7 separate regions of the Mus musculus genome follow, and all the other regions are linked to region 1. Evidence: chromatin contacts called from public HiChIP or PLAC-seq, Micro-C and promoter capture Hi-C data. All regions are on one chromosome and are shown on one strand. Each heading gives the region's core, a stretch centred on a gene start, on an enhancer-like site or on the middle of the called end of the contact. The rest is flanking DNA. Distances are from core to core; before and after follow the strand shown. Region 1 holds the start of Onecut1 (one cut domain, family member 1). Region 2 holds the start of Unc13c (unc-13 homolog C). Region 3 holds the start of Wdr72 (WD repeat domain 72). Region 4 overlaps Wdr72 (WD repeat domain 72). Region 5 holds the start of 4933433G15Rik (RIKEN cDNA 4933433G15 gene). Region 6 has its middle 200 kb from the start of Gm33459. Region 7 has its middle 180 kb from the start of Gm33459.

Region 1 (4,150 bases), core at 1,220-3,719:
AGAAGTAGGAGAAGGAATAGGTGGAGGTGGTGGTGGAAGAGGAGGAGGGAGAGGAAATTTGTAAACCAAGTCTGAGATTGGTGGGGGTGGGGGTGATGTCAAACCCTGAGGGGAGCAAGGCCTAAAGATCTTTTCCTCAACTTCTTTTCTCCTTTGGGAACCAAAGCTGAAAGAAGACACCCTTTTGACAAGGTCCCTTTGGACCGAGTCCCTTTTGGTAAAGACTTGAGCTCCTTGATCCCACCTCTCTGGGGGCTCAGCTAAGAGTCACCGTGAAGAAGGACTTCCAAGATCAAGTCTCTAATTAACTGGAGGATGGTAGCACCATGAACGATGATGTGTGAACTAATACCCGATGATGTGTGAACTAATTCTTTCTTTCTTTCTTTCTTTCTTTCTTTCTTTCTTTCTTTCTTTCTTTCTTTTTAAGGAACAGTCGTTCAAGAAGAGATGGCCATAAGGGCAGATCAATCATTTCAATGGGATTAAAATATGGTGGAAGGAACAGTTGAGCTGAGATTATTTCAACCCATCCTTTGGTCTTACAAGAGATGCAAGCACTCTATACTACTGGAAAGGAGTTCAAGAAAGAAAAGAAAAGAAGGAAGGTAGATTTGGTTTCTAGAAAATATTTTGTACTTGAGTGTATCTGAAGCAATGATAAATAAATTAAATTAGTATTATTTTGGTTTTGCCAATGTATCCCCCCATGACCTTTTCCTGGGGGGTTCAGATTCCTAAATGATCATGACCAAGCTGGCTTGAAGTAGGGTCCACAGGAATTATTTGGGTAGGATGGATCCTGTTCTAATGTTGAGACCCAGCAGAGTTAGTCTTCTAGGAAGTGTTTCTGTACCCACTGACCTTGACTGTGGGCCTTGTGCTGTTAGAGGCAGGCACTTGGGTTAAGAGATGAGCCTGTTTGTACCTTAACTGATGAGATTTCAGGTTACCACACCCTGGGTTGACCACACCAAAATTTTCTTATAGACCCCACCACCACGACTCAATCCTAGGCTCTCTGAAAACCGTTACAAGGAAACACAGGCGGTGGGTTCTGTGTTTGGCACAGAGCAGGCCTCAGACACTTTGTTCAGTAGCTGAGCCCTGAAAGCCCGCTCTGAGGCTATCTTTATTGTGAGCACCGCTAGCCCCAGGCTGAGACTCGGCGCTGACCCGGCCGTAACTGCCAAGGGCCTGACAATGGGCACATCTGTCCTTTCTCCAAGGGATAAAAGCACCTAAGCAGACAAGGCTCTGCCTTTTGTTACGGACTTTTTTCTTTCTTTCTTTTGTAAATAAAAGAAAGCCGCGGCATGTGGCGGCCGGGTGTGTGTCCCACACTGGGGGCCTCCCCACGCGTCCCCACCAGGCTGAAGGCCCGGGTTCAATTCCGGATTGGAGCGTGACTGTGACAGGGGCACAATTATGCCCAAAGCTGAATTGATTTTCAAATCTGGAGGCTTCTTGCAGGGACGCCAGGAAAAGGAAAGCGTCCCTGCGGTCCAAGCCGCTCGGCTCAGCCGCGTGCACTCTGCCTGCGTGGGGTACTTCTTCCAAGCCTCTAGGTTCTTTTCTAGAAAGGCTGTGGAGTAACTAAAAAACCAGCTCCGTCCCCCCCCCCCCGCCCCCTTCCATGCTAACCAGGCCCTCTCTCCTGTCTCCCTCAGTATCCCCCAAGCAGAGTTATCCAAAGTGGGAGAGCTATCTTAATTGGGAGCAAAGTGACAGACCTTCTTTGAGGTCTGGGACAGTGAGGGGTGGCCTCGATCTGAGTGCTCCTCACTGAGCACAGATTCCTGAGTGCTCCTCGGCCCCGGGCTCAGATGGAGAAAGGTAGTTCGAGGAGTACTTGAGAGGATCATGGATGGCAGTTCGGGATACAGCGTCCCGACCTAGGCCTTCAGGGTATATACACGTCCCAAGTCCCCGTAGGACAACTATTTAAGGACAGTGAATGAGTTGGTCTCCAGCGATCCTCTAGGGAATAAAGCCCAATGGGCGAGTGGGCTTTGGGCCATGACATAGTTTCTACTCCCCGCCGGTAACCTGTACCGGGAACTAGCAACTCAGACTCAGGGGCTCTGGTTCTCAAACCTAGCTGGCTCACGGTGACAGAAACCAGGCAAGAAAGTCCGGATGGAAAGAGAGAGGGAGGTAGTGAGGAAGACCAGGAGGTAGCAAGTCTCCGAGGACTGTGGAGGCGGCTCCAGGTCGCACTCTGCGCGCGTCCCGTGCACGTGCTCACTGATCCCGGGCCATTCGGCGCCGCTGAGAAAGCTCTGTCCCCCCCACCCCCACCCCACCCCCTCGGTTCATTTGTGCTGGGACGTCACGGAGCGCTGGGACCGAGGGGGCGGGGCCTGGAAGCGCGCATGCGCGCTACGCCCGGCGGGCGTGAGGGCGGGCAGCGGCAGCGGCGGCGGCTACGGAATCGCAGCCACAGTCTGCAACAGTAACCGAGCCATGGCTCGAGCTGGCGGGCGGCACAGGCAGGCAGCAGCCGCGGCAGGCGCACGGGCCGCGTCAAGGGAGCCTGGGGCAGCAGGATTCTAAGAAGAGGGGCGAGAGGGGGCCGGGCTGGGTGGGCTAGGGGTACCGCGCTCTCCCAACAGCACGGGTCCTTTTTGGAAATTAATATTAAAAGAAAAAAAAAAGACAGAGGGGAAGGTGGGAGCAAGAGAGAAGGCAAGACACACACAGAGAGAGCGAGAGACACAGATCCCCACAGTGAGAGGAAGAAAGGCCACAGTCGCAGGCAGCCGATGTGAAGACTGGACTCCTTGCGCCCCTCGCCGCCTCTGCCCGGCCACATCGATGTTGCAGCCCGCTCGCCCGCATCACGATGAACGCACAGCTGACCATGGAGGCGATCGGCGAGCTGCACGGGGTGAGCCATGAGCCGGTGCCCGCCCCTGCTGACCTGCTGGGCGGCAGCCCTCACGCGCGCAGCTCCGTGGGACACCGCGGCAGCCACCTGCCTCCCGCGCACCCGCGTTCCATGGGCATGGCGTCCCTGCTGGACGGCGGCAGCGGAGGCAGCGATTACCACCACCACCACCGCGCCCCTGAGCACAGCTTGGCTGGCCCCCTGCACCCCACCATGACCATGGCCTGTGAAACTCCCCCAGGTATGAGCATGCCCACCACCTACACTACCTTAACCCCTCTGCAGCCGCTGCCGCCCATCTCCACCGTGTCCGACAAGTTCCCTCACCATCATCACCACCACCATCACCACCACCACCCACACCACCACCAGCGCCTGGCGGGCAACGTGAGCGGTAGTTTCACACTTATGCGGGATGAGCGCGGGCTGGCCTCTATGAATAACCTCTATACCCCCTACCACAAGGACGTGGCTGGCATGGGCCAGAGCCTCTCGCCCCTCTCTGGCTCCGGTCTGGGCAGCATTCACAACTCCCAGCAAGGACTTCCCCACTATGCTCATCCCGGCGCGGCTATGCCCACCGACAAGATGCTCACCCCAAATGGCTTTGAAGCCCACCACCCTGCCATGCTCGGTCGCCACGGGGAGCAGCACCTCACGCCCACCTCGGCCGGCATGGTACCCATCAACGGCCTTCCTCCGCACCATCCTCATGCCCACCTGAATGCCCAGGGCCACGGACAGCTCCTGGGCACAGCCCGAGAGCCCAACCCTTCGGTGACCGGCGCGCAGGTCAGCAATGGAAGTAATTCAGGGCAGATGGAAGAGATCAATACCAAAGAGGTGGCGCAGCGTATCACCACCGAGCTCAAACGTTACAGCATCCCACAGGCCATCTTCGCGCAGAGGGTGCTCTGCCGTTCCCAGGGGACCCTTTCGGACCTGCTGCGAAACCCCAAGCCCTGGAGCAAACTCAAGTCGGGTCGGGAGACCTTCCGGAGGATGTGGAAGTGGCTGCAGGAGCCGGAGTTCCAGCGCATGTCGGCGCTCCGCTTAGCAGGTGAGGCGCTGGGCGCGTGGGCGAGATAAGGGACTGACGGTGGGAGGGAATGAGAAAGGCTGGGCGCGCTTCGTCCCGCTCCGCCTCCCCTTTCTTCAAGAGAGGTGTCCCTAGACCTGGAAGAGCCAGCTCAGGGAGTCAACCTCCTCCTCCTCCTTCTCCAAGGGCTCAGCGCATTGGGCTAAGGGAGGCTTCGAAGA
Region 2 (4,150 bases), core at 674-3,173, 890 kb before region 1:
GATGGGTGACCTGCACCACAGCACATGTCAAAATCCAAGCAACACACTGCGCTTCCTGCTCCCGTAGAGAAACCCTTTCTCTATCTTCTGTTCTTGTGATCTCAACAGCTGCTTGTAGATATCCACCCTATTCTAGTACATTCCACTATCCCAACAAGGACTTTGTAACAACTCATTACCTCATTTTGGTGTAAAGCCCAGCTCAGTACTCCAGACTGCTGCCACTTGGCAAAAAGAAAAAAAGAAAGAAAGAAAGAAAGAAAGAAAGAAAGAAAGAAAGAAAGAAAGAAAGAAAGAAAGAAAGAAAAGCTAAGTTTTACAAAAACAGAGTGATGATCTTCTGCATGGCCAAAGGTGCATAACTGATTTAAATCCTATTAGTTCTAATCTATAGCAGCTAATATATCATTTTAAAAAGTAGAACAGGAATTAAAAGTCAATGTCCTAAAGCTTTAGAAAAAAAAAAAAACCCTGTCACATAGACATGCAGAAGATCTAGAAACTATTTTATATACACAAGAAAGTATCGACGAGTCAAAAATGGCAAAATTCTTTCCTTAGGGACATTTCATTTATGAACTCCAAAGCACGGAAGCTTTTTAAAAACTCACAGTTCTGCACATTCTCCACCCACCTCTTTCATGTTGTTCTCTAAAGCCCTCACGGGAAAGATGAAATTCGGCTTTGTCACTTCACCCAGGTATGACTCTTGCTGGGTCTTTCTCTTTATTATACAAGTATGCTGATGACGTAATTGCAGAAGTTCGTTCTACTCATGTAGCTGGGTCTTGGTTGGGATTTTTTTTTTTTAAAGACTGCCTCCTTCTGTGTCATGGAACAGTTGTAAAACAGAGCCAAGCAACCTCACTTCTTAATAGTAAATCTTTATGATCATCACCCAAGGGACTGGTCCAGCTCTGGATAGGCAGAACCATCCCAAAGCTCAGCTGACCCCAGACCTGAGGCTCAGCTGCACACCTTTAGGTGACACCAACACCAGGCTTGGCTTTTAACCCTTTCCTAGAAGCGCCCAACTTTTAAATCTCTTTGACTTTCATTTTCACCCATTCCCAAACCTTAAGGGACTGAAGAGAACCCCCGACTCTTAGCCCAACCTTGTTTGCTCCTATGCAGTAATTCCCCTGAAAGTTGACTGCAAACTAAGCAAACAGTTATCATGCTGCATTCAAAACCATGATTTCCAATAAATCATAATTGATTATGAGCCTAGAAAAGCAAGCTTTTACAGGGGTATCCCCTATATGGATAGAACCGCACTGTGATTCAAAAGTGCGGAGAGAAAGAACCATTGGGGTGGGAAACAGACAGAGGCTAAGATTCATGCAGATGAAGCAGCTCAGCGAGGTAAAGAAAACATACCTGAGGGATTCTCCTTCTAAAAACGCACACAGGCCAGCTGGGTTGTTGTTCCCCTCCTTTGAGGGTAGATGTATTTTCCGTCCAGGAATCCCCCTTGCAATTGTGTTCCTAGGCTCTTTTCCTTTATTCCAGCCACAGATAGTTGCAGGAGGCGCAGGCAGCGTTCCTGCGCCCGCCCAGACTCAAGTGCAGCCGGGCATGCCTTTGCTCAGGAACCCGGCTTGCGCGCTGCTCTTATCAATTCTATCGCGCTCCCTGGGTAGCCTCCAAAGCAATTTTACAACTTAGCTGCTGGCAGGAATCTGCCTTTCACTCCTCTCCTTGCCAGATTCCTTGGGCGGCTCATTTCTCAGCCCTTTCTCTAAGAAGGCAAAATGGGATCCCTCTCCTTGTTGTTGTCCTGGCTCACCCACAATTGACAGTGCAGAGCAGCAGCCGAGGAGTGTGTGCTGGGAACTTCACACAGCGGCTGCAGCCCGGGATCCTCCGATTGCAGCAGAGACCTGAGCTCCTAGCCTCCTCCCTTGGAGTCCAGGCTCCCTCTGCTGCGCCAGCTGCATAGAGCCACTCTAAGAGAAGGCTCCTCAGCCCGGATCCCTAAGAGATGCTCTGCTGCCAGGTGTGGTCATCACGACTTAAGCACACCTCACTAGCAGGGTCACGGCTTCCTGCTGGGGAAATGAATGGATGTGGATGCCAGGTGTTGCCTTCATCCCTGGGTAGGGGAGGTGGGGATATAGGGGTGGGGGCGGGGGCCGTGGGGATCATAGGTGACCACCATAGGGCCAATTTTGCTACTTGCATTAGTAAAACAGATAATTATTAAATTAATCATGGTATTTAATAATAATTATTATTTCACATGCTATTGACTGTGTTTGGAATCACACAAAGTCCACTGTCTAGTCTGGCAAGATACCCTTAACAGAACCCTTTTTTTTTAAAGAGGGAGGCAATACCTTGGCCTTCTCTCCCAGCAGGGTTGTTTTTTGTTGTTATTGTTGGGTTGTTGTTGTTGGGTTTTTTTTGTAAGCAGTTGTAAATATGAAGGTTGATCCCTCAATAATTAGGATTAGACACACATACACTTATCAAAGTAGGCAATAGAGAAACATGAATGCTCAAAGGATTTTCTTTCTCCTGCAATAATGTCTTCCAGATCTGGCTGAGAATTGAATGGGGCTTGCTTTTCCTTTTAGCTTAGCTGAGTAGAGGAGGTGGGGGGAGTAACCACTCCTACTTTCCATCAATTAAGCATTTTTTAATCCTCTAACCCTCCTGTTGAAACAAATATAAAACGTACTGCATCTTAAAATAGAGCCTTAAAGAAGCTCAAGTCTGGGAATAATTTGTAGGCTTTAAGCTGCATCTGGTGTTCTGGCTTACTTATTTTATTTCCTTTGCTTTGTAGAAAATGAGAGGATGGGGGCTGGAGATATGGTTCAGCCCCTCCCCATATATATATAAAGCATTGACCATATAAGCACGGGGATACAAGTTTACACCCCTGGCATCTTTATACCAAGAATGGATGGTGCACGCGCGCGCACACACACACACACACACACACACACACACACACACACGAGCGATAATTGAATGGTATTTTCCCAATCAGGAAATCCTATCAACTAGTGGCTAAGATAGAATCAGATGCACAAAGTGTGCATCTGACTTATAAGCCATTATTTCAGCCCATGTAAGGATAGGAATAGGAATGTCAATTTTAGAGATGACACTCCCATCAACATGTGAGATGCAGCAGCAGCAGTGAACACACCCAGTGAAGCCCATTTAAACAGTTTTGGATACAACTTGTATAAAAAGGCCCATTCCAGGGCTGAGGACATGGCAGTCAGTAAAACGGTTGGTTGCTGTGCAAGTTTAAGGCCCTGAACACAGATGCCTAGAGTCCATGCAGAAGGCCTGCACAGGTGGTTTAGTCTTCTAATCCCATCAATGACAAGCTAGAAGGTGGAGAGACAGAAGAATACCTGGAGCTCACTGGCCAGTGGGCCTAATCTACTTGGTGGAGTTCCAGACCACTGAGAAACCCTACCTCAAACAAAATGCAGAAATCATCTGAGGAATGACCCCCAAGGTTGTCCTCTGACATACGAACAGATACAGACACCCACTCACAGCCACACATACACAAACACACGTAAACATACACACAGATACACATCATACGTATTCTTCCTACCAACTATAACAACCAGTCAATAACATTATGTGATTTGAAAACAAATATTCCCCAATTTGACACAGTATTTATGCCAGATCTTGGCAGGTGGCCCTCTCTATTCCTAGCTCCTCAGCCTCACGGTTAGCTTCATAGCGGCACAGCTTCCCCAACCTGCTGCTTAAGAGCCTGTTAATGGACACAAGCAGCTGCTCAAGGTCTAATGAACCGCATAAGGGGCAAACACTGGGGCATTGTATTCTCCGCCATCGGAACTCACCAGAGAGGCCACAGGACAAAGCTCTGCTGCCCTCGGCTGTAAGCGCTTGAGAGCAACAAGGGAAAACTGGTGAGCTCTAACAGTGCATGACAGGGCAAAACCTGACTTTTTAATGTCTACTCATCCAAGCTTGACGAGGCATTGTTTCGAAGGATGTCCTTCAGCACGAAGGAGGAAACTGTCCTTATGACTTTTCCTTTGTGTACAAGAACCAAACCAAAGTGCTGCAGTTACACCGAGCCAAGAGCACTCAGCACCCAGAATAATGCAAAGGATGCCTGTCCTCAGCCAGTTGTGACATGATG
Region 3 (4,150 bases), core at 629-3,128, 750 kb before region 1:
GACTCTTTGAGGAGTCCCAGGAGCCTGTGCCGCCTTGCTCTCCATCCTACTCCACATCCCTCACTGTTTCCCCCTTCTGTTTTTATTTCAAGGCTAAGGACTTCGCAGAGGAGCAACTTGGTGCACAACTTGGTTGAGCCTTGACATTTTGAGGGACAGGGAATGTCCTATTCCCACAAGAGTGGCTGGGCAGGCTCCTAAGAATCAGCAGCTATGATAGCACTTACCAGCAGGAACAGGTATAGGGCTCTATTTCACGTCCTTCTGGAGACATTCTCTGTGTCTGGTTTACAAGACCTTGAGGTTCCCCCAGGTCACCAGAGTGGTTGGCTGGGGATGACCTTGCCACTGGCTTTGTCACTGTGGGCTTCTTCCTGTCCATCAGTAGGCTGTCAGGAGGGCGCTGTTTTATGACTGGTAGTTACCTCTCCTCTTCCTCGTGTGACTCACTCAGCAAGAGCTTCTGCAAGGTTGTCCTCGGCAGCTCCATCGGCTTCATCAGTACCTTCCGCAGTGCTGGGCTTGATGGATCTGCCAGGAACGCAAATAAGCTTATCTGGTCTTTCTGGGAAAACACAAACTCCAGTCCCATGGTTAGCAGAGGGACTGAACCCTTCCAGGTGAGATCTATAGGGTCTCTCAAATAGACCAAGGGCAAAGGAGTTATTCTTGGCAGCATAGCCCCTCCGTGTTTCTATGATGGAGAGAGACCCTATTTGTCAACATTTTAAAAATGTATCCTGGGGTAAAGTTCCCATGATGTTACATTTTTACAATACTTTCTTCAACCCCAAAGCTTCTCCCCAGATCCTATTCCTTGTTGGTTTTGAAAGCATCATGGATTGACACTGGACCTAATAGGGTAAGACCCAGAACAGCAGGCTGGCTTATAAAATCCCAGGTTACTATGGCTGATCTCTTAATAAGCAACTAAGTCTTGAGTTGTTCCACACTCAGGCCCCTGTGAAAACTCAAGCCTCTGCCCAGGACATTGAAGGGAGTCTCAGAGACCAGGCACATTTGGACTTCCTAACTTTGATGCATACTTAGGGGTCAGAACTCATGATGGAAGTGAGGCTGTAACTGGACGAGAATCGGCACCACTAAGACATAAAGATAGCAAGAGCAGAGATGGGAACAGGAAGGTCTTTCCTAGATCTATAACCTAGGACTCGGTCATCCTGGGCAGGATCCCATGTCCTGAGCACTTGAGAAGCCGGATATTATAGGGGTGTTGGGGGCTAAAAATCTCTGTCCACCTATTTGCAGGGGTTCTCCTAATCCAGAGACCTCATGGTTTGAAGGATAAAAGAACTGGGTGACCCAAGAATGGCAGAGGGCCATTTTTCCAATCCATTTTTCCAATCTACCCTGTCAATTAAAATACTTGACCATCCTCTCCTCCCCCCCCCCCCGCCCCTTCCCTCCCCCTGAACAAGGTCTCTCACAGCCTGGAGCACAGGGCTTTAGCCAGGTTGCTGGCCTCGGGGATTAGCCTGTCTGCCTCTCCCTAGAACTGGTATTATAAGTGCACAGGCCTCCAAGCCAGACATTTTTACTGGCTTCAGGACCCCATTCTTGTGAGGGTTAGCATTTTACTGCCTGAGTTTTTTCTTAGCCCTCTTAGCAGTCTCAACAGTGCAACCCAGCTCTCCAGACTCACGGGGAATCTCTCACCCCTCATTAAAGTTCTTAGTGCTCCTGGCACCTTGGCCCTTTGCTGGGTGCAGTGTCCCTGGAAAGATCGGCCCTGGTCAGCGGCAGGCAAGTCCACTATAGGAGGGCGGTGGGAAGCAGGCAGACCAGAGCCAGCTGGGTCAGCGCCGGCCTGGGCGGGGCAGACAGAGGCCGGTGGGGGCGGATCCGACCTGAGGCCTCTGAGCCCGGCCCTGTCACCTGTGGGCTTGGTTCAGCTCCGGGAAGGCGCCCAGCTCCTCCCTCTCTGGGAGTCTGAACATCCGTGGGAGTGGGCTGCGGACAGCTGCATGTAGTGTCCCCACTTTGGGTTCTGCTGGGAAACTGCTCCCGGGTGCTTTGGGAGAGTTCTTTTTTTTTTCCCGTGAAGAGAGTTTCTCGGACTTTTCAACTAGCTCCCTCCGCAGCAGTAGGAAGAACCCGGTGGAGGTGAGCTCTTACTGGCTGTGACAGCTGAAGGCTGCTCCCAACACAGAGCTGAGGAAAGCCCCTGCTCCCACCTGTAGCCGAGACAGCCAAGAAGACCTGCTTAACCAAGACCAGACTCTTGTAAGTTTGGACGGGGAGAGGCTGAAAGGGCAGGGGGATGCCTGTTCTAAGAAAACTGGGTAAGGTGACTTGCTAGCAAGACTCCCTCTAGGGCAGTGTTTCCAGTCCAGCAGGAATCTTTCCTTCCAGCCCGTTTGTGTACAGTTAACAATGGTAGAGCCCAGCTCTGCCTTACACTCTTTCTTCTTCCTCCTGGAGGTCGTCTGTCTCAGGAGTTCAAGGTCAGCTGTTGAACACTAGGCCAATTTGGGAGAATACTTTTTCAGCTAATGCACATACTCAGAATCTGTCGTCTCCCTTTTCTGTCTGCCTCTGTCCCTGTGCACATAGAGGGTTTTCGCTTTCTCTATCTTCCCAACTCCCCCCTCCTCACCCCACCCCCACCTTTAAGTGTATTTTCCCTATACAATATTTTTATTAATTCTTTGGAAATTTTATATATGCAAACAATGTATTTGGATCATTCATAGTCACTTCCACTCTGTCCCTTAATCCCACCTAAATCCACTTCACCATGGCACTCCTCCTTCCCAACATCAAGTTGGTTTTTATTTTTTGTTTGTTTTGTTTTGTTTTGTTTTTAAATAATCCATGGAGTCCGATTGTGCTGCCCACATAACATGTGTTAGAGCCCTCCACTGAAGCATGGTCCATCTAGTAGGGCCACACCCCTACTACCTTGTCCTGGACTTGAAGTCATCAGCTGTTGTTAGCTCCACTGCAAGGGGGTGGGGGCCAGTGAGCCCCTCCTCCTACTTTCTAGGAATCTCAAGAATTCTGGAAAAGTAAGCTCTTTTTCTAACAAGTGCTATGCTTACTTGCAGTCCATCCTCCTCCTTTTCCTCCTCCTCCTCCTCTTCCTCCTCCTCTTCTCTCTCTCTCCATCACCTGTTCCTTTGTTTCCTTTAGTTCCTTACTTAGTTCAGTACTAAGTCCCTCAAAAGTATATTCAAGAATACACTAAAAGAGAAGGGTAGTCCTTCCTGTGACACTCTAAAAGGAGGATTGATTTTCAAAACCACAGAAGTCAATCTTCTGTGTTGAGTCCAATATCACCACTTCTTTAAGGGGATAGATATTTGTACATTGGAACTTCTTTCTCAAGATAATGTCAGTGGCCAGACTTTACCATATGCAAAGGAACTTTCACTGTCTTTAACCAAGAGGGGACATAAGAAATCTGGGGATCTCATGTGCATGCTCTCTCAGTCTCATGGAGAAGGAGTATGGTTAAATCCTGAGATATTTGGCAGTACCTTGAAAGTATTGTTGTGGACCATTCCAGGGTTTTTAGGCTGCTGCTCTCAGATATCCCAACAGCTTCACAATTTGCCTGTTATTTCTGTTAATAATAATAATATTTATAATCACTCATAGTGGTAGCCTCTGTAACTGCTCTGCCAGCTCATTGTAGGTGAGACTTCTCTGAATCACTTTTTAATGTAGTTTTTTTTTTTTTAAACCCGTTTTTAAGATATCTGGGGGCTGGTGAGATGGCTCAGTGGGTAAGAGCACCCGACTGCTCTTCCGAAGGTCCAGAGTTCAAATCCCAGCAACCACATGGTGGCTCACAACCATCTGTAACGAGATCTGATTCCCTCTTCTGGAGTGTCTGAAGACAGCTACAATGTACTTACATATAATAAATAAATAAATCTTTAAAAAAAAAAAAGATATCTGGACTATGCAGAATCAGAGGCCAGAGGTTATAGTGAGAACCTGGTGGAAAGAATTGAACTGTGTTCTGAATTCCAGTTACAGCTCATTCTTGAAGTCCCACTGAGTCTCTTCCCATATTGATTTTGTGGTCTCCAAAAGTCCTTAATGTGTGTGTGTGTGTGTGTCTGTGTGTGTGTGCACGCGCGCGCACGCACATGCGAATGTGTGCATTTTCTCTTAACTTTCA
Region 4 (4,150 bases), core at 841-3,340, 670 kb before region 1:
CACCTTATTTTTGATATAAGGCCTCTATTGAACTTGGACTTGAATAACTTGGCTAACTGACTGTCCATTGAGCCCTGGGAATCCCCTTGTCTCTGCCTTCCCAGTGCTGGGATACGTGGTGTACACTTTTACATGGGTGTTAGTGATAAAATTCAGGTCCTTGGGCCAGAGATGATAGTGCACACTGTTAAACCCAGCACTCAGAAATGAGAGGCAAGTAGATCTCTTCAGCTGTGCCCATCTTGGTCTACATAGTTAATTCCGGGTCAGCCAAGGCTATACAGTAAGATGCTTCTCAAAATAATAAAAGGTTTTTAAAGCTTACAGGGTAAATATTTGACTGACCAAGCCATCTTTTTCAACCTCCATTAGAGAATTTTGAATAGTACACTTGTATGGATTAACCTAAACATATAAGTTTGGATGTAAATCCAAACTACATTTGCATTTACATCCCAGTTGGTTTGGTATTTAACCTTGATCTGACCTTAGTGTAACATCTCACATAACTCACTGAGAAACTTTATTCAAGTCTTCTCTTGCCTTGTAAAACAGAAATGGCAACCTGCTAGGAATTCTGCTACTTAACACCTTATTCAAATAAAAAGCTAATTTTTATTATTTCTTTAAGTTTGTATTTATGGGTATATGTACAAGAGTGAAGGTGCCTATGGAGGACATAAGAGGGCAGAGGATCCTGGGGCCAGAGTTACAGGTACTTGTAAGTCACCTGATGTGGATACTGGGGACTTCTGAAAGATCAGTGTGTGCTATTATCCACGGAGCCAAATATCCAACGCAAAAAAATTACTTTATGGTTTTTTGTTGCTTTATGTTTCATGATACATGAAATAACCAAAACACAAAATAACTGAAACATAAAATAACCAAAGAGAACAAAATAATGGTACTTGAAAAATCTCACCTGTAGATTCACATGTAAAATAAATTAAATCTCATTGAGATAGTATCACTATTATTATTAGTATTAATACTATTAGTATTATTAGCAGTATTAAATCAAACTCCATTTTTATTTAAATATTCCGTTATCAAAATTACGTTGCATTAGAAGAGAGCAAGTAGTATTTATTTGAAAATAATTGCATTATATAAAAATAGAGGGCTGGAGAGATTGCTTAGTAGTTGACCATATTTGCTGCTCTTGTAGAAGACCTGAGTTTAGTTTCTAGCACCCATGTCAGACAGCTCACAAATGCCTGTAACTGCATAGCATCCTGGGCACTCTTATAGCATTCTCAGGCACTACAGCTACGCGGCATATATATATATATACACACACACACACACATACATATATATATATTCAAAACTAAAAATAAAACATATAAATTTCCCATGTAGATTGTTCCTTTTTACCTCTTTAGAAGGTAATTTGGATGGCATCCCTTTTGATAGTTGATCAAAGTATAAGTATCATGGGAAACATTGTATAAATTTGTAAGAAAATAGAGTTGTTATTAAACATTGAAACCATTCAATTCTCTAAGTTTGGTGTTCTGTTTTTTGTTTTAAATATTTCACTTTACTCAATCTCTCCTGAGAACACAGTGACTGGCTGGTAGCATCTCCCTGTGTCAGGCAGTATAGAAAAACCTGTAGGAGTAATGGTATGGCATGATAATTTGCTTTTTGAATCATATATGAAACAATGAATATTTTTGACAGCTAACCATTCCTCAGAAGGTTTTGCAAGGTGAATAAAAGCTTCCTTAATTGATAAAGCTTAAAAAAAAATTAACTGCTTTGTGTAAAAACATCTTATCTCACATTTAGTGGCATGAATTTAGACTTTCCATTTATTTTTTTTTCATTCAGAAAGTTACCTCAGACACAAGAAAAACTATTAGAGGCTGTCACAGCTTTGTTTCAGAACCTACCTCAGGAGGTCTGGTCCCCACAGAAGGAATAAGCATGGTGAAGTGACTCCAGCTGCCGGCCTCCTGCACAGGAGCCACCCTGATTTTCCTCAGAGGACTTCAAAGCCTGGCTCAAATCTAAACATTCGTCAGCCATGTAAATCAGGGTTACAAAAGGAAAAAGCGCCTATTTCATGGTGCACGGCTGGCGAGAGCCCAGCTTTGTGCTGCACGTGCCGGGGAGGGGGGTGCCAGCCACTGATGGGCACTGCTTCTACCCCTGTGACAAATGTAGTTAACACCCGATCCATATTAATGTTGTCACGTTCCCTTGATGTATTTAAACAGATTTTAATTATTTCCAGCATTCCGAGGCCCCAAGATATACGGCCTCATAGTTCTTCAAAGAAAGCTTGTTTAATGTGTGAACGTAAAACCTCTCATCAAAATGGAACTTTGATACTGGCCTCAGTGACTGCCACAGGTTATTCATCCAGTCAGCAATTTGTGTGGCAAAGTGCCATTTGAATAGCGTATTGTTGGGGGACTTACGGTCCACTTGACAAGGGCTCTTTCTCTAAATAGTACAATTTGACTCCAGCTGTTAGAGATTGCCTTTGACAGCAGCCACACAGAACGGAGACTCGCTGCTGAAAAAAGAAAAATCAATATCAGCTTCTTGCTCCTAGGAACCTGTTCTTTTCTTTCCTGTGGACCTATCAACTGCCAACGAGGGTGGAGACGTGGAAGCTTAAGTATTGTTTTAAACGCAGTCCACTTTGAGATTCCAGTTAAGACTTGCCATGGACGGTACCAAAGTAGAGTTTTAGGATATGGTTTCCACACCCTGCGTCCTGTTGAGTCACAACTACAGGGCAGTTGAATCTGGAATCTCTGTACTCTGAAGAAAAGAATTACTGTTTAAAAAAAAGACAGAAGTGTGGGCGGTGTTATAGAGCCAGACCAACGACTTCTTGATGCTTTCTTGTCAATGTGTCTTCTACATTTCTTCTCTTCTTCTGTGTGTGTGTGTGTGTGTGTGTGTGTGTGTGTGTGTGTGTGTACATACATATGGATGGCAGAATCTTTTGTGCTGTGCCCATGGCAACACCAACAGATGTTGACAGTGTTATGCTCCCAAAGTAGCCTTGCAGGTTTGGAGACTTTTCCAGCACTATTTTTTTAAAAGCATACAAGGTTGCTATGATACCTGACGGGCAGTAATAGCTATTGAATCTCTTAATTTCAATAACTCCACATGAGGACCCCTTTCCCTCTCTCCCTCTTTGATTGGATCTGTCTATTATTTCCTCTCTGAACAGGCATCTCTCTTATTACTAGACATTATGTTTAACATACAGCAGAGAAAGTAAAATTGCATCCTCGAGATGAGGAAAAAAAAGTCTTAGGGTAAAATCTTGAACCATAAAACATTTCAAGTTATAAAAACCTTTACTGACTATTGATCTCCCAGGATTGCAGATACAATTTGTTTAAATTATTTCTTGCTTTGACTGTATGTGATTTTGGATTTTTATTGGTATTTCCCTGAGATGTCGTAAGTCTTCATCTAAGGTGTGTTGAGTGGAATGTGGAAGAGCTGTCATTTTTAACATAGAAAATGCCAGTGTGATGTGTCCTTTCTCAAATGCTTTTTCATCCCGGTCGGCAGGAACAGCTGTTGTCTTATTACTCTCTGGTCAACTCTGCCTTTACTGCGTCTTTGGCTGCAATAGCAACTGAAAATTCATAAAGCTGATAGTCCAATTGTGAACAAAGACCTTTAAGGCTGACTCAAGGTCAACGTTATTGTTTTTATAATTGCTGATAGGTAGCCCTGATTTCTCCCAGAGAAGGCCTTTGCTCAGCCTTGATTTCTTCGAATGTTATCTCTTTTGTTAATTCTCAAGGAAGAGTTTTCAATGAATAAATGTTTATACTACCTCCTAGTGCTCCCTGCAGCCTGAGTCTACGTCATGACCCTTCCCTTCAGTGTCCCACCAGTCCTATTGGGATGTGAAGCTCTTGGATCTTTAAGATATTCTGGAACTAAAATCTTTCTATACTTATCAGCTAACTTATTTGTGCATGGGAAGGGTGGTTAGGGTATGGGGTGGGTGGCAGAGGAATCAATCCAGCACAGAAACTTCGACAAGAATTAAGTGAATCAGGCATTCCATTTTATGTTTAGCTTAATTAAGAAAGATCATCAACATGACTTACTATGTATGTTTTTAAAATGTGCCTTTATTGTTGTGAATACTTCAATA
Region 5 (4,150 bases), core at 1,185-3,684, 550 kb after region 1:
TTTTCTCTCAACAAATGTTACACAATTGTACCTGCAGGGTACTGGATATCCTTTTAAGAGCCAATTTAAGAAGCCATTAGTTTTTTTGTTTTTTGACACTATCCTTCGGAGAAAAAGAGATTTCTGATATGGACAGAAACACTTTAGCCTATCATTTAAAAAAAAAAAAAAAAGCCACGTAGTAGTGGCGGCAGTGGGCAGGGTGAGTCATCACCCAACTCCAAAGTTGCAGCCTTCCTTCTGTGCCTCCTCCCACTGGACCCCAGGCCCTTCCCCGGGTCCCCTGAGTCAGCAGGCCTGCGAGGTTGTGAGTTCTTAGTTCTCACATCCTCCGGGAACTTACATAAAATGCTGCAGCGCTCTCGGCACTTACACTTGTCTTTAAAACCGTTGTCTTTTCTACTGAGAAACTAAATGTTCCGCAAGCCAGTCCTCCCCAGAATCTTTTTTAATCGCAAAAAGTGGGCAGGCTACTTTAATCCTCTCCTGCAAATGACTAAACTGCAAAATATCCTCATATAGAAAGCTGACTTTAAACAATGTTTCATTTTCCCAGGGTCTTTTTTTTTTTTTTTTCAGGAACAGTAATACTGAAGCGATAGAACTGTCTGCTCAAATCTGACAAGCTTCCGAGATGACAATTATTAATTGGGACATCAGTAAAGCAAGATTTATGATGTAATTACATTAATACAACATATATTTTTGTTAAAGCAGCTTACAAACAGGTTTTTAACAACTACAAGCTAAAGATATGTTTCTTCCACTCAATTCAAAATTATTTCCAAACACTAAAATCTGTCATTTCTAGAAACTCTCAAGCTGGGGACAATGGTGCACACGTGTTAAACCCAGCAGGAAGCCGAGGCAGGAGAATCGTTACTCAAAGCCTAGCTGGGACTACGTGGCGACTGTCTCTGCAACCAACAAAATCCCTTTGAGGACTGGACCCTGGTTAGACCCCACATTCTTCTCAAATTCTTTCCAACGCAGTTCTCCAACGTTAAAGAGACAGAACGTCAAAACCCAGAATTTTACCAAAATAAAAACGCTAGAATAATCAACAATTTATTCTGAAGCTAGCTGCTCTTCGTTTGATGGCCTGAGAACGTTTTTATTTCCCCCTCTGACAATCATCTATCTGTATCCATAAAAAGTTAATACTGCCTCCGGACTCTTAGCAACGAACACGAACTGTTTAGATACTGTAAAGAGACCTAACTCCCCTTTACCAAGTCCCTGCGCTCCATCTTTCCTACTTTCAAGTCAAAGAAAGGTAAAACACGAAAGCGATCTAAAGGAGCTTGCTGCACGCAGCTTCCCCAAGGCACCTGAGCCGGAGAGCCAAAGCCAGGCAGGAACAAAAGGCGGCCGAAAGCCCTCCACTCCTCACAACTCCCAAGTCCGATCATAACAAGCTCCAAGTGAGGAGGCCTGTAACCGGTAACGTACGTTTTCATCAGGGTGTTTTTCCGGATCACACCTTAACGTCCGGAAAGGTGTCAGGAGCCCTGTCTCAGGCCGGTCCCCGGCACCTCGTGGACCGCCAGGCACAAACTTGGGCGGACTTAGGGGCAGGAGCAGAGCGCTACGCAACGTGCCGGAGACTTTGCCCGGCCGGAGTCAGCTGAGGCCGAGTCACCCGGGCAGGCTGGGGAGGGGAGGAGACAGGAGAGCTTGAGGGAGGCAGCGAGCCAGGAAGGCAAGCCTCCACCGCCTCAAGCGCTCCTGGACCACCGCCCTCGCCTGCGCGTTGGCGGGGACTCGAACCCGCGGAACCGGGCGCGGGCGGCGGGGACTCGAACCCGCGAAGCGCAGCCCGGTGCAGGCGGCGGGGGCCCGCCAGCTATGCCTGCGGCCGGCTGCCCGGCGAGGGGCGTGCCGGGTGGGAGGGGCGCGCCGGCCGCGCCGCCAGCCCCACGCGGGGACCTGGCCCTCGCAGCCGGCCGCGCCGCCCGGGCTGAGCGGGCACACGGAACAAAAGCGTCTTTGTTGAGCGGCGGCCGCCCGGAGGGTCACACACAATGGACGCGGGAGCCGGCGCCGCCGCCGGGCCCTCTGCCGCTCCCTCCCGCGCCGGCCCGCACCCGGCCACACACACATACACACTCACGGGACTTCTCCGACTCATCGACAGAGTGCAGGGCCCGCGGACAGCCCTCAAGGTCGGCTCAGGTCTCCGGCTGTGCTGGCGGCAGCGGCGTTTCCGAGGCTCTCGCTTTGCCGCAGTCGCCGCCATGTAACCCCGACCCGCCAGAGAGGGCGCGGAGAGAAGGCGGGGCCTCGCAGAGGCACGCCCCCTCACGTCACAGGCTCACTCCACGGCGGCCCCGCCCCCGCCAGCCGGGGAGCCGCACGCGCCGGAATTTCCAACGCCCGTGACTGCGCGCGCCGCGGGGGCGGTCGGAGCTGCACGCGGCCTGCTGGCGGGTACACCCCGGCCTCAGCTGAACCACCGCCCAGAGTGTCGTACCAAGTGACCCGACAGGGCGAGCGTCTGAACGGCTGCTGGGTCCCGTGCTGTCGGGAGGAAGTGGGCGAAGGCGAATATGCTAGGCCAGATTGTTGAGCAGATAAGCTCAGGGTGGTGTTGGGAAGGCCCCTGGGATCGGTCCCCGGGGTCCGTTGGCTGCTTCTAGAAGCATCCGCGGTAACCAGGGAGGTGAATGAGTGAGGGGTCCTGGGAAAACTGAGCAAAAGCTCAGTCAGCAGGGTGGCTGGCTTGTTGAGATCGCTGAGACCAGCCAGAGTTTGACATAGGCGTGCTGAGAAAGGTAGATAGCTGCCCTTCCAGTGCTTAGATGAAATTTAAGTATTTAGGAACTTAGATATAAAAAGCACAGGGTTTGCCTGGGAGTAGTGGCACATGAGTTAACTAGTCTATGTAGTGCCAGGACAGCCTATGCTATATAATAGACCCTGTCTCAAAAGGCTGGGAGAGCTTGTTGTTGTACCCCTGTGATCCCTGTCTTGGAGACCAGAAGGATTAGAAGATACAGTTAATCCTTGGCTGCATAGTGAGTTCAAAGCCAGCCCAGACTACTGAGACCCCGCCTCACAAAAAAGAAAAATGAGAGGTTCGGTTAGCCCTTTCTATCAGTGGTAATTGACCATCCTAAAGAAAATATGGCCACTGCAGTCCATGATCCACTGTAAGCAGCAAACCCCTTTCAGAGATGACACAGTCACTTGAAGTTAAGAGCTTGAGAGGAGCTTCAATGTTTCCTAATACAGAGATACATTAAAATATATGCTTTGTGAGACAGCATCTCTCTATAACTCAGCCTGCCCTAGCACACCTAATCTCCCTGCCTTAGCTTCCCCAGAGCTTGGATTATAGGCTTAGGCAGCTGAGCCCAGCTCTATTATATTTAAAGCAATACCATCTGAATACCAGGAGAAGAGCAGTAATGCCTACAGAAAGCGAGATTTACAGCTGTTGAGTGCAGCCGGCACTGTGAAGTTCTGCTCCACCGACCCACTCTGTCCTCCCTCTAGTTCCTCCTGATGGACTCTGGGACCTCCATCTTCCTCTAATGGCTGGACCCCCCGGGGTGGTGGTGGTGGTGAGCATAAATAGCAAGCCGTATGCTTTCTCTCAGAAAGTTTATAATGCATCTCTGCTGACTTCCATTAAAGCCAGCCATATTGCTTTATAGGAGTCAAAGGAGTCCACGATGTTAAGTGTTTGTGGAATCTTAAAAGAGAGGTCAGGGTGAGCTAGGTACAAAATTTTGGAGATTTGGTTTATGATAGGCCTTTCATCAAGGGGTCTTGACTGGGACTGAGTGGTGTGACAGTTTAGGATGGGAAAGGGAAGAGTTTTGAAAGAAGTCTAGGAGAATTTAATGTTGGATAAGCCCAGAATCTTGCTGGGGGCGGGGGGTGGGGGGAGGGGGGGTGGAAGGCGAGTTTACCCTGATGAGTTTAGTCACTTATGTGTTCTTTCCAAAAATAGGCTTTGAGGAAGTCCCTGCCTGAAAGCGCGATAAGGTATTTGCAAATTCATCTTCCTGGATGAGAATTTCTTGAAGTCGGTCATGCGTATAAACCAAGTGTGGTAGTGAACGCTTGTCATCCCAGCATTCTGCAGGCTGAGACAGGAGAATCTTGAGGTGAGGTCAGCCCTTGGGGTTCCAAAGCAGGCAAG
Region 6 (4,150 bases), core at 988-3,487, 540 kb before region 1:
GAAGGATGTAATTGTGCCAATTCATCTGGCCAGGAGACTTGGGGCACAATGTCCTTTGGGCAGAATAAATTGTTATTTGGGCTCCTTGTGTTGATCATTTTGGCAGTGGTATCCTGGAGGGACAGATCCAGAGTTGCAGAAAGATGTTTGAGTGCCTGGGGCAGGAAGTCAATTAGTTATAAGACTCTCTGTGTTCTCACTCGTATTTATACAGGGCAAATTGCCATTAACTCTGCAGTGTGATAAATGGCAAATGGTTTGTATTTTACAGCCTGGTTTTAAAGCTTATGGTGTTCTATATTTTATTATTTTCTCATACATATATAAATAAAAATAATTACCCATCATGACCTGCAGTATTAAAGACATGTTCGAATGCTAAATTTATATTAGATAAGTAATAGATAGTAGATAGATAGATAGATAGATTCTGGTTTTCTTTTAGCTTTAAATTTCTTTTCTCATACTTGAAAAGAACTTCACAAATTATAATTTTAGAAGAAAATGTTTGCTAGAGTTCTTTAAGACTTTCTGTCGTTATTCCTAATGATTCTTGCAAACTTAAATTTTTAGCTGTGGTACATCTCTGCAGTTGAACCAAACAATTCTCAGATTAAAGGACTAAGAAATCAACAGTGTAAACACTCTAGTGTGTGTGTGTGTGTGTGTGTGTATTTGTATACCCTACCAACATAATTTATTTTTAAGTAATTGTTTTATTTTGGAAATTTATATTTCATTGTACTCAACCTGTCAGACCACGATAGCCATGTCTTACTATTCAGCTACACCCATTCAAATTCTTCCCAGTTCTGTCCTCCATACTTAGAGAGAGAGAGAGAGAGAGAGAGAGAGAGAGAGAGAGAGAGAGAGAGAGAGGACATCAGCATGCAGGATGCCTTCAGAACATTTAAGTTTAGCAGATCAAGGTATCAAGATAGGGGTTGGGGCACTGGGGCTGTGGGGTTCCTATTTTTCTGGCTAATCTTCTCTAATCTTCTCCATCCTTCTCTCTCTCTCTCTCTCTCTCTCTCTCTCTCTCTCTCTCTCTCTCTCTCCCCCCCCTCCCCTTCCCTTCCCTTCCCTTCCCTTCCCTTCCCTTCCCTTCCCTTCCTTTTGCCCTGTCTAATAGAAGATCTACTATGAGGGAGGAGATCATGAAGGCTCTTGATTGTGAGTGAACCCTCTACAGAAGCAAACTGTCCAATCTGTGAAGGGAGAAAAATAAATAAGTTTCTGTCCCATGGAATTGAATAAATGTCACCAGTGGCTACACAAAGGAGTTGCTCACAGAAGTTGAGCTATTTAGTCTCTCTCTCTCTCTTTCTCTCTCTCTCTCTCTCTCTCTCTCTCTCTCTGTGTGTGTGTGTGTGTGTGTGTGTGTGTGTGTGTGGTGTTGTGTTACTATATGCCTTCCATATACAGTTGGTATTTGCTTCACATTTCCAATATATGCTAATATTAGTATCCTTCTCAATTGGCATGGGCAAAACTGTGCAGTCTGGGGTATGTCTTTCTATGCTGGTCCTGACCTTTCACCTGAGATACCTTTGCTGTCCTGTGACCCATTCCACCTGTCACTAGAGCATCGCCATGGTTAAATTTTTACAGAGTGAAGAATACATCATTGCAAAGCAAACATTTCTGAGATTTTTTTTGCAACTGTGTTAAAATGCAGCTTGGATATTATCAGATACGTGTATTTACCCTGTGCTGTGTCCCACACAGCTTGTAAATATTTGATAAGTGTTACCTTCTAATTCCTGATAACATTATGAAAGTGCTAAGAAATGTTATGGCCGATAACCTTGTTCTGAGCCTGCGATTCACATTTACCATGTAGGGTTATTGATTGACTAGAACAAAATGATTTTGTTTTCAGGGAAACAAAGTCTCTCAGAGGCCACATTCAAACTTTCCCTTCATTTAATTGTACATTTTCCAAGGACGAAGATAAGATTTTTTTTTTCTTGCTGTCTCGCAAGAAGGTCAAGCTGGGTCTACGTAGACCAAATATTTATGACATGCCCGAGTGTGCAGTTCCCTAATGACAAATGTGTGGTGATGTGACACAGGGAAGCTTTTTTTTTTTTTTTTTTTTTTGTGACAGTGATGTTGACCGTCTGAGTTGGGCATTTACTTAGGCTGCGTTGCTGGGAAGCGAGTACCTGGTTCTTCATGAAGAACTGCATTTCCCAGTGAGCGAGGTCACATTCTGAGGTAAACCCTCCAAGCTCAGCACAGCCGGGTACAAAGGCACCATAGAATTAGAAAGAATCAGCCATTCTTGCACAAGCCTGAGAGAGCTTCATTCCAAGCCTTTGTTTGCATCAAACAAATTTAGTTCATTGGATAAAGCATCAAATAATTGGCCCATGGATGTGAGTCAATTAGTAAAGGGTTTGCCTCACACACAGTCAGCTCAGAGTTCTGTTCCCAGCAACATGATCGTAAACCAGATATGGTGGTGCCTATCTGTAATGTCAGCATTTGGGTGGTGAGGGCAGAGGATCCAGAGTTCAAAGCTATCTTCAGCTGTATAAGGAGTTAGAAACCAACCTGGGCTACATAAAACTCTGTCTGAAAAAAAAATAGAAAAAAAATCAAATAAGTTAAAATTTGATAGGAGAATATTTTAAAAATCTGCACACTATACCTGTAGTTGGTTAATATAAAGATTAAAAAATATTGCATGCTATCAACACATAAGATGTCAATTATCATAAGAAGCAGCAACTATAAGAACCACAAGGCAGACTGGAAAATCTGCGTGGTGTTCTTTTCTATCTCTGTACTGCTTGCAGCAAGAGTGTCCCATCAGTGAAAGTTCAAGGATCTATAGCCAGCTATGATGCTTAGAGATGTCAGCATAGATATTTGACAAAATTTTTATTTTCAAATTTCATGTATACATGTCCTAAGGATTAGCCACACATACAATGCATCTGTTTCCTGAAGCTATTGGTTCTATTTTTTTTTTTTTAAGAAAAGAAAGACGTGTTTTCTTTCTCATGACTTTAAAAGCTTTTAGGAGCAAAACAACGCCTTGATTTTTACTTGAGGTAATCTCTTAGTATGTCCTGTAGTATTTTTGAGGAACTGGAAAGCTGTTCTTGCTACTGTCCTGTGCCTGCAGCAGGCAGAGCAGGCAGAGATCACATCATGTTTCTGCCCTAGGAGCCAGATGTGTGAGAGGCAAATCAATAATACGGAAGCATTTAACAGACCAGGTAATGAAGAATTCCTGATAGTCCCCATATATGACCATCCCAAGTCCCTTCTATCTCTCCCTATTTAATAGTTTTGTGACACTGTGTGCTGAAGGAGTTGAAACATGACTGCTTCAGCAGCCACTGGGCTTCACAATCTGGGGAGATGCAGTCTGAAATCAGGAGATATTTCACAAGGACCAGGTCAGGTAGTAGCGAAAGAAAAACACTGAGTCACCTCATCAGTATTGGGTAAACAGCAGATGGCAAAATGGCCATTCCAAACAGCAGAAGCAGCTCAAAGTATAAAGCCAGGCCAGATGACTTCTTTTACCAGGGGCCCTTTAGTTTCAAGCTTGCCAAAATGATTACAGTGGATATTTACCAGGTAAAAGAATGGCTTGTGTCCTTCATGGTGTGCTCTGATTTTTAATCTCTGGAAACTTTACAGTGAAGGTAGGTCATTTAAATGCAAAGAGTTACACAATTTATTCTTTGTCACCAAATAAATAATAGCATAGCAGTTTAAATGTAGACTCTTCTGTCTCCATTGAATTCAGCTGTTATCCCTTCCAGTGAAGTTTTCTCATCTATGAAAGCAGACTAAAAATGAAAATGTTTCTAAACTTCACAGTCCTATGCTGGGCCAGCAAAATGACTTCCGTAGGTAGAGGTGTTTGCTGCCACACTTGAATGTGACATGAGGGACCCATGTGATAGAAGGAGAGAGACAACTTTTACAAGTTGCTATTGGACCTTCACAATGAATTGTACCATGTGCATGCCACACAAACACATATGTACAAATAAATAAATGAAATAGAAATAACTTAAAGCATGATAAACTCAGTCTGTCTAAAAATGTAGAATTCATTTATCATGGGACTTCACCTCAAGAAATGGCCAATGTATTCAGCCAATAATACCCTAAAAGGAAAATT
Region 7 (4,150 bases), core at 732-3,231, 510 kb before region 1:
CCCAAGATCCATATACAAGTATAATACTATTGTTTTGAGCTACTAATTTCAAAGAGTAATTTACAGGTAACTCTAAATCACCGGAACAGACAAACATTCTTATATACATGAGTGGATGGACTCCTCCATTAGGAATAGATCAAGCTTTGAACTGGGGCAGAAGTTTGCGTGTGAGACAGGCATGAACTAGTAAATGGAATCCTGAATGTGGTGGAACATTATCATATGATGTAGCCTGTGTCAAGGGCAGAAATCCAGTGCATTCATTAACTGTAGAACCCTGGATCTTGGGTGATTCACCTGTAACTCAGAGGTCAAGATAATATTCAGCTCAAAGGAAACACTCCTGAAGTTAGAATCTTGTTCTAGATTTTATGCTGCTAATTTGTTATATGCAACCAAATAACTCATTGCAACAGATCACTGTGTCCAGACACTGAGTTTATGCCTCTGCTGCATGCCCTGTGTCCACCCTGATAAAAGGAGAAGCTCTTGTTTGGCTTTTTCATTCTTTGGAAACACTTTCTCACCAGTTCACTGTTTGTCTAGGAACCTTTCACCAAGACAACTACCATAGGATAAAAGCAGACACAATCCTTGTGATACCCACAAAGAACATGGGAGAACTGCTTGTGCATTTTCATGCCCAAATAAAGTTGTGGAAAAGCACAAGATTTACTCTTCATTGCAGATGTCTCCCAAATTGAGCAAACATCCAAATTGTCCAGAATTCTTGCAGATCTCAACCTTTGCCAACCAAGACCTACATTTGTAAACACAAAGCAATGTTTTCAACAGGCTCATCATGGAAATGTAATGGGTGGAAACTTAGTATATGACATTGCACTGGAAATTCGTGAAATAATTGAAAGGTAAGAGACTGGCTAAGTGGCTTGTCAAAGATGAAACAGGAGGTCTGAGCATCCCCACTGGGGTGGAGAGCGTCCTCACACTCCTGTTCTGGAGTAGGGGGTTTAGATAGGTCTATGCTTTATCACACACTGAATTACCCTCCAAAGAAAACAAAGTCGACTTCTCTAGGCTGTGTGGCCTCCGCTGATAAACAGAAGCAGCAACCACATTCCAGGGTTGCATTTTCCCTCCTATCCCAACCCCCCTTGATCCCCTATGTTCTTGTTATTGATTTCTTTTGCACACTCTAGACCTTTTCCCTAAAAGATAGATCTTTCTGATTTTTTTTTCCTCTCTAAATTGATCATTTTGATGCCAGCTCACTTTGGAACCTGTGATTAGTAAATATAATAAATCACCAGTGGTGGGCTTGCCTTTGTAGACCCGAGGTTTTGATGCATTCGTTATTCCTACTCAGGAAAATTATAACTGATCAGAATCCACTTCCAAATCTCCATGGGAAATGGGTTGGTTGGGAATCTCACTTTATGTTTGGGAATATAGGCTCTGAACACTGAAAAGGGTTAAAGGAACCTGCTAACTTTTCAAGAATACATTTTAAACATTTCCTTCCTAGCCTCTCCACTGAGCCAGAGATATTTCTCACAGTTTAAATCTGGTTGGTTTTGGCCGTTCTGTGCCTCATGAAAATTTCAGGGCGCAGGCTCAAGAGACTCCATCTCTTTGTTTGAAGCTTGTGGATGACCGGAATCATTTCTTAGAGGTGTGCCCCAGGATTGGCAGGTCATCTGTCTCTTTGTCCTCATCTATCTATCCTCCTCCAAAAGGGTCTTTCAGCAGATGGAGTTAACAAACTGCACATGAAGCAAAAACCTAGATGTTTATATATTCCAACTTTGTTGTTTACACAATTTTTTTTTCTTTTTAGTGTCTGTGATGAGGAGTGTCCTCTCGGAGACATGAGGGGTGGGCACAGGCTTGTTGACATGAATCCCTCCCTGGGATTACACACAGGCTCACATTAGAAGCAGCAGGAGGGTGTTCAGGGGAGAGAATTTCAGGACACTGTACTGAATCCGAGCCAGGGGTCATGACCTTGCCTATTGATTCAGTCTCTCTAATTTCCACAGCTTGCTGAGGCCTGTTCTTCCAGCCTGCTGGTGTACATTAGAACAGAAATCCATAACATGGCCATGTTCATCCAAGCACAGGAAGAAACTAAATTAAATGTTAAAAAACAATCTGAGACTGGACTTGGAGACAATTCATCATGGTCCTAGATGCCAGGCAGGTGGGATGGCCAAAGATTCCTTGGCCAGCAGACCCCCACTTGGGACAGGGAAGGCCTGGGTGACTCATTTGTCAGTTGTACCTCAGAGAGTCAGGAAACACATGACGGTCAGCTCTTTTGGATGTAACCTATTTTTTGTTTTGTTTTGTTTTGTTTTGTTGTTTTGTTTTTGTTCTCCAAAATGAGATATTATCCATCGAAGTGGGGTAGCTGGGTCAGAAGGAATAAGGAGAAAAGAATTCCTTATGAAATCATGTGCAAGACAGCAGATACAAAATTCCTCAGAGCTAGTGAGGCCGTGCTCAGAGGTGGCTGGTCTGACCTGTGTTTGAGGAAGAAGAATGTCTCCTGAGAATCAAAAGTTTCCTCCTGGGTGATCGGAAACCAGAAAAATAGTGCTCCTGACACCTCAAAATGAAGCCCGAGTATGAAGGTGTTGGGAAACTGACACCCTGATGTTCTAGACACCCAAAGGTTCTCTTTCACTCTGGTGACTTCACCCCAAGTGAACAGGAGCGAAAGAAGCATGTCTCAAGGTTTGCCGAATGATACCCAAAGTGCCCTTCCCTGCCTCTCCAGCTGCTCTCATTTATATTAGACATGATCCTCCTGCCATTTATCTGCCATTTAATTATTGATTAGTCTAAAATGTTTAACCTGAAGGAAGCATCACTAATGGCAGGTTGTTCTGCCAGGAGCCCTGTGGCAAATCCAGGGAAGCCATCCTCAAAAGAAAGTATCCCAGAAAATCTCATGTGGGGGAATAGGAACGCAGAGACGTGGGGGCTCTTCTGTGAAAGCCAGCCGCTGTGTTTTGGTGGCTGACAGCAAGGATAGTTTAGAAGTTGATAGGCTTGCATCAAGTAAGAGCAGCAAGCTACCCTCTCTCAGAACAGATTCAGACTGGCTGCATGAGCTCTGTTCCACTGGGGTAGGTTCAGCATTACCTACTTACAAAAGAAGTGGGGTGGGGTGGGGTGGGGTGGGGTGGGGTGGGGTGGGGTGGGGTGGGGGTGGGAGGGTCTCTAGACCACTGTATTGTTTCTATGCTAATGTCTTACTGGCATATTCTGGAGAGTTTCTGAGAAAGGGGGTAGGAGTGAAAGCAATGGGCAGAAACATAAATCTGCAAACAAATCCATGTTGATCTAGAAAAAGAGAGCTAAAAGATGAAAGGCAAGAAATTAGATCTATAGACTTAGCACAACAGGATCTACTAAAGCAGACAGCTCCCTGCAGAGTTGAATGTGTTTTGTCATTCAAAAGTCTGAATTCTGTGACCTGCCTCTATGAGTTACTAATATAGATTATAATAGCTTCTTAGTAATGTCATGATGAACATTCAATGAGATGATGTAGCCACATGCCTTTCATTAGAGCTGGGCACTTGATATGCACTCAGTAAAAAATGTTGTTCTGTACTACCTTCTGTGAGCAACTCTAGACCTGCAAGCCTTGTAACACATTTTAGCTAATAAACCCACACAGACAGGAAAGGGTTGGAAACATAAGTGTACTATGTAACAAATTTCCATGCTGGGAACACAACCATAGCCTCCAGGCAGATAGGACAGAGATTTACCAGAACCCCAGAATCCTTGCTTTTGCACAACTTGGGCTAAAATCCACCCAACATATCATTAGGCTAACTACTTTTACCATGTATTAATCTTGCCCCTTGGTAAATAGGCAAATGGAATCATGACAGTTTCATTCTTTTGTATTATTTTTGCAGCATTGTTATGGTTAAATTTATTTATTTATTATTAATCTCAGTACTCAGGAGGCAGAGACAGGCAGTCTCTATGAGTTTAAGATAAGCCTGGTCTACAAAGTAAGTTGCAGGACAGACAGGGCTGTTAAAACAGAGAAACCCTTTCAAGAAAGAAAGAAAAGAAGGAAGGAAGGAAGGAAGGAAGGAAGGAAGGAAGGAAGGAAGGAAGGAAGTAAGTTTCACCTATTCTTTTTTTAAAAGAGACCTTCATC

The links. Promoter capture Hi-C pulls out the DNA fragments that hold promoters and counts their contacts. A called contact is a pair of places that touch in the nucleus more often than the background predicts. HiChIP or PLAC-seq counts read pairs in DNA pulled down with a chosen protein or histone mark.
Region 2: a contact with region 1 is called in an H3K4me3 HiChIP or PLAC-seq map of embryonic stem cells, with 7 read pairs. The contact joins the promoter of Unc13c here to the promoter of Onecut1 in region 1. A contact is called at or near these places in 1 of 39 promoter capture datasets (hippocampal neurons) and 4 of 115 datasets of contacts at active chromatin or transcription factors (acute myeloid leukemia, embryonic forebrain, embryonic stem cells and 1 more).
Region 3: a contact with region 1 is called in an H3K4me3 HiChIP or PLAC-seq map of forebrain, with 7 times the contacts expected there. The contact joins the promoter of Wdr72 here to the promoter of Onecut1 in region 1. A contact is called at or near these places in 19 of 39 promoter capture datasets (the 3T3-L1 cell line, 3T3-L1-derived adipocytes, the C10 cell line and 11 more), 2 of 15 datasets of contacts at CTCF or cohesin (large pre-B cells and stem cell-derived epiblast-like cells), 2 of 484 Hi-C or Micro-C datasets (the CH12 cell line and pancreatic cancer cells), 14 of 115 datasets of contacts at active chromatin or transcription factors (craniofacial prominence, differentiating embryonic stem cells, embryonic basal ganglia and 10 more) and 2 of 9 other capture datasets (adipose tissue and embryonic stem cells).
Region 4: a contact with region 1 is called in an H3K4me3 HiChIP or PLAC-seq map of neural tube, with 8 times the contacts expected there. The contact joins the enhancer-like site here to the promoter of Onecut1 in region 1. A contact is called at or near these places in 11 of 39 promoter capture datasets (the C10 cell line, cranial neural crest, embryonic stem cells and 7 more), 1 of 15 datasets of contacts at CTCF or cohesin (large pre-B cells), 10 of 115 datasets of contacts at active chromatin or transcription factors (craniofacial prominence, embryonic basal ganglia, embryonic forebrain and 7 more) and 2 of 9 other capture datasets (embryonic stem cells and pancreatic islet).
Region 5: a Micro-C map of embryonic stem cells shows a contact between it and region 1, with 3 times the contacts expected there. The contact joins the promoter of 4933433G15Rik here to the promoter of Onecut1 in region 1. A contact is called at or near these places in 1 of 39 promoter capture datasets (pre-B cells), 1 of 484 Hi-C or Micro-C datasets (embryonic stem cells) and 1 of 115 datasets of contacts at active chromatin or transcription factors (microglia).
Region 6: a contact with region 1 is called in a promoter capture Hi-C map of liver. The contact joins the enhancer-like site here to the promoter of Onecut1 in region 1. A contact is called at or near these places in 15 of 39 promoter capture datasets (the 3T3-L1 cell line, 3T3-L1-derived adipocytes, the HPC-7 cell line and 9 more), 10 of 484 Hi-C or Micro-C datasets (the AML12 cell line, liver and nephron progenitors), 19 of 115 datasets of contacts at active chromatin or transcription factors (astrocytes, differentiating embryonic stem cells, embryonic basal ganglia and 11 more) and 2 of 9 other capture datasets (embryonic stem cells and liver).
Region 7: a promoter capture Hi-C map of liver shows a contact between it and region 1. The contact joins the enhancer-like site here to the promoter of Onecut1 in region 1. A contact is called at or near these places in 5 of 39 promoter capture datasets (cranial neural crest, embryonic stem cells, liver and 1 more), 5 of 484 Hi-C or Micro-C datasets (embryonic stem cells, liver and nephron progenitors), 16 of 115 datasets of contacts at active chromatin or transcription factors (astrocytes, differentiating embryonic stem cells, embryonic basal ganglia and 10 more) and 1 of 9 other capture datasets (embryonic stem cells).

Annotation. Positions count from the first base shown.
Region 1 is chr9:74,859,452-74,863,601 of GRCm38.p6, forward strand. It overlaps Onecut1 (one cut domain, family member 1), which reads left to right and starts at 2,470. Exons shown (of 2, transcript NM_008262.3): 1 at 2,470-3,950. The coding sequence starts at 2,846. Gm33562 (a long non-coding RNA gene) reads right to left here and starts at 3,685. Exons shown (of 4, transcript XR_870924.1): 1 at 3,611-3,685.
Region 2 is chr9:73,967,114-73,971,263 of GRCm38.p6, forward strand. Unc13c (unc-13 homolog C) reads right to left here and starts at 1,924. Exons shown (of 33, transcript NM_001081153.2): 1 at 1,381-1,924.
Region 3 is chr9:74,108,456-74,112,605 of GRCm38.p6, forward strand. Wdr72 (WD repeat domain 72) reads left to right here and starts at 1,879. Exons shown (of 20, transcript NM_001033500.3): 1 at 1,879-2,244. It overlaps Gm33407 (a long non-coding RNA gene), which reads right to left and starts at 1,829. Exons shown (of 4, transcript XR_379627.2): 1 at 1,678-1,829; 2 at 228-531.
Region 4 is chr9:74,184,866-74,189,015 of GRCm38.p6, forward strand. All of the region lies in intron 14 of Wdr72 (WD repeat domain 72), which reads left to right. Among named protein-coding and RNA genes, the nearest start is that of Wdr72, 77 kb to the left of the region's middle. Within about 2 kb of position 2,091, at least 21 of the 459 cell types and tissues checked have an H3K27ac peak or open chromatin away from gene starts, as enhancers often do. A contact at or near this core is called in embryonic basal ganglia, embryonic limb bud, neural tube and 1 more, where this site is marked.
Region 5 is chr9:75,407,750-75,411,899 of GRCm38.p6, forward strand. 4933433G15Rik (RIKEN cDNA 4933433G15 gene) reads left to right here and starts at 2,435. Exons shown (of 4, transcript NR_040719.1): 1 at 2,435-3,017; 2 at 3,959-4,115. It overlaps Mapk6 (mitogen-activated protein kinase 6), which reads right to left and starts at 2,267. Exons shown (of 6, transcript NM_015806.5): 1 at 2,114-2,267.
Region 6 is chr9:74,322,729-74,326,878 of GRCm38.p6, forward strand. No RefSeq gene overlaps it. Among named protein-coding and RNA genes, the nearest start is that of Gm33459, 200 kb to the right of the region's middle. Within about 2 kb of position 2,238, at least 11 of the 459 cell types and tissues checked have an H3K27ac peak or open chromatin away from gene starts, as enhancers often do. A contact at or near this core is called in extraembryonic endoderm stem cells, hepatocytes, liver and 1 more, where this site is marked.
Region 7 is chr9:74,347,065-74,351,214 of GRCm38.p6, forward strand. No RefSeq gene overlaps it. Among named protein-coding and RNA genes, the nearest start is that of Gm33459, 180 kb to the right of the region's middle. Within about 2 kb of position 1,982, at least 8 of the 459 cell types and tissues checked have an H3K27ac peak or open chromatin away from gene starts, as enhancers often do. A contact at or near this core is called in embryonic stem cells and liver, where this site is marked.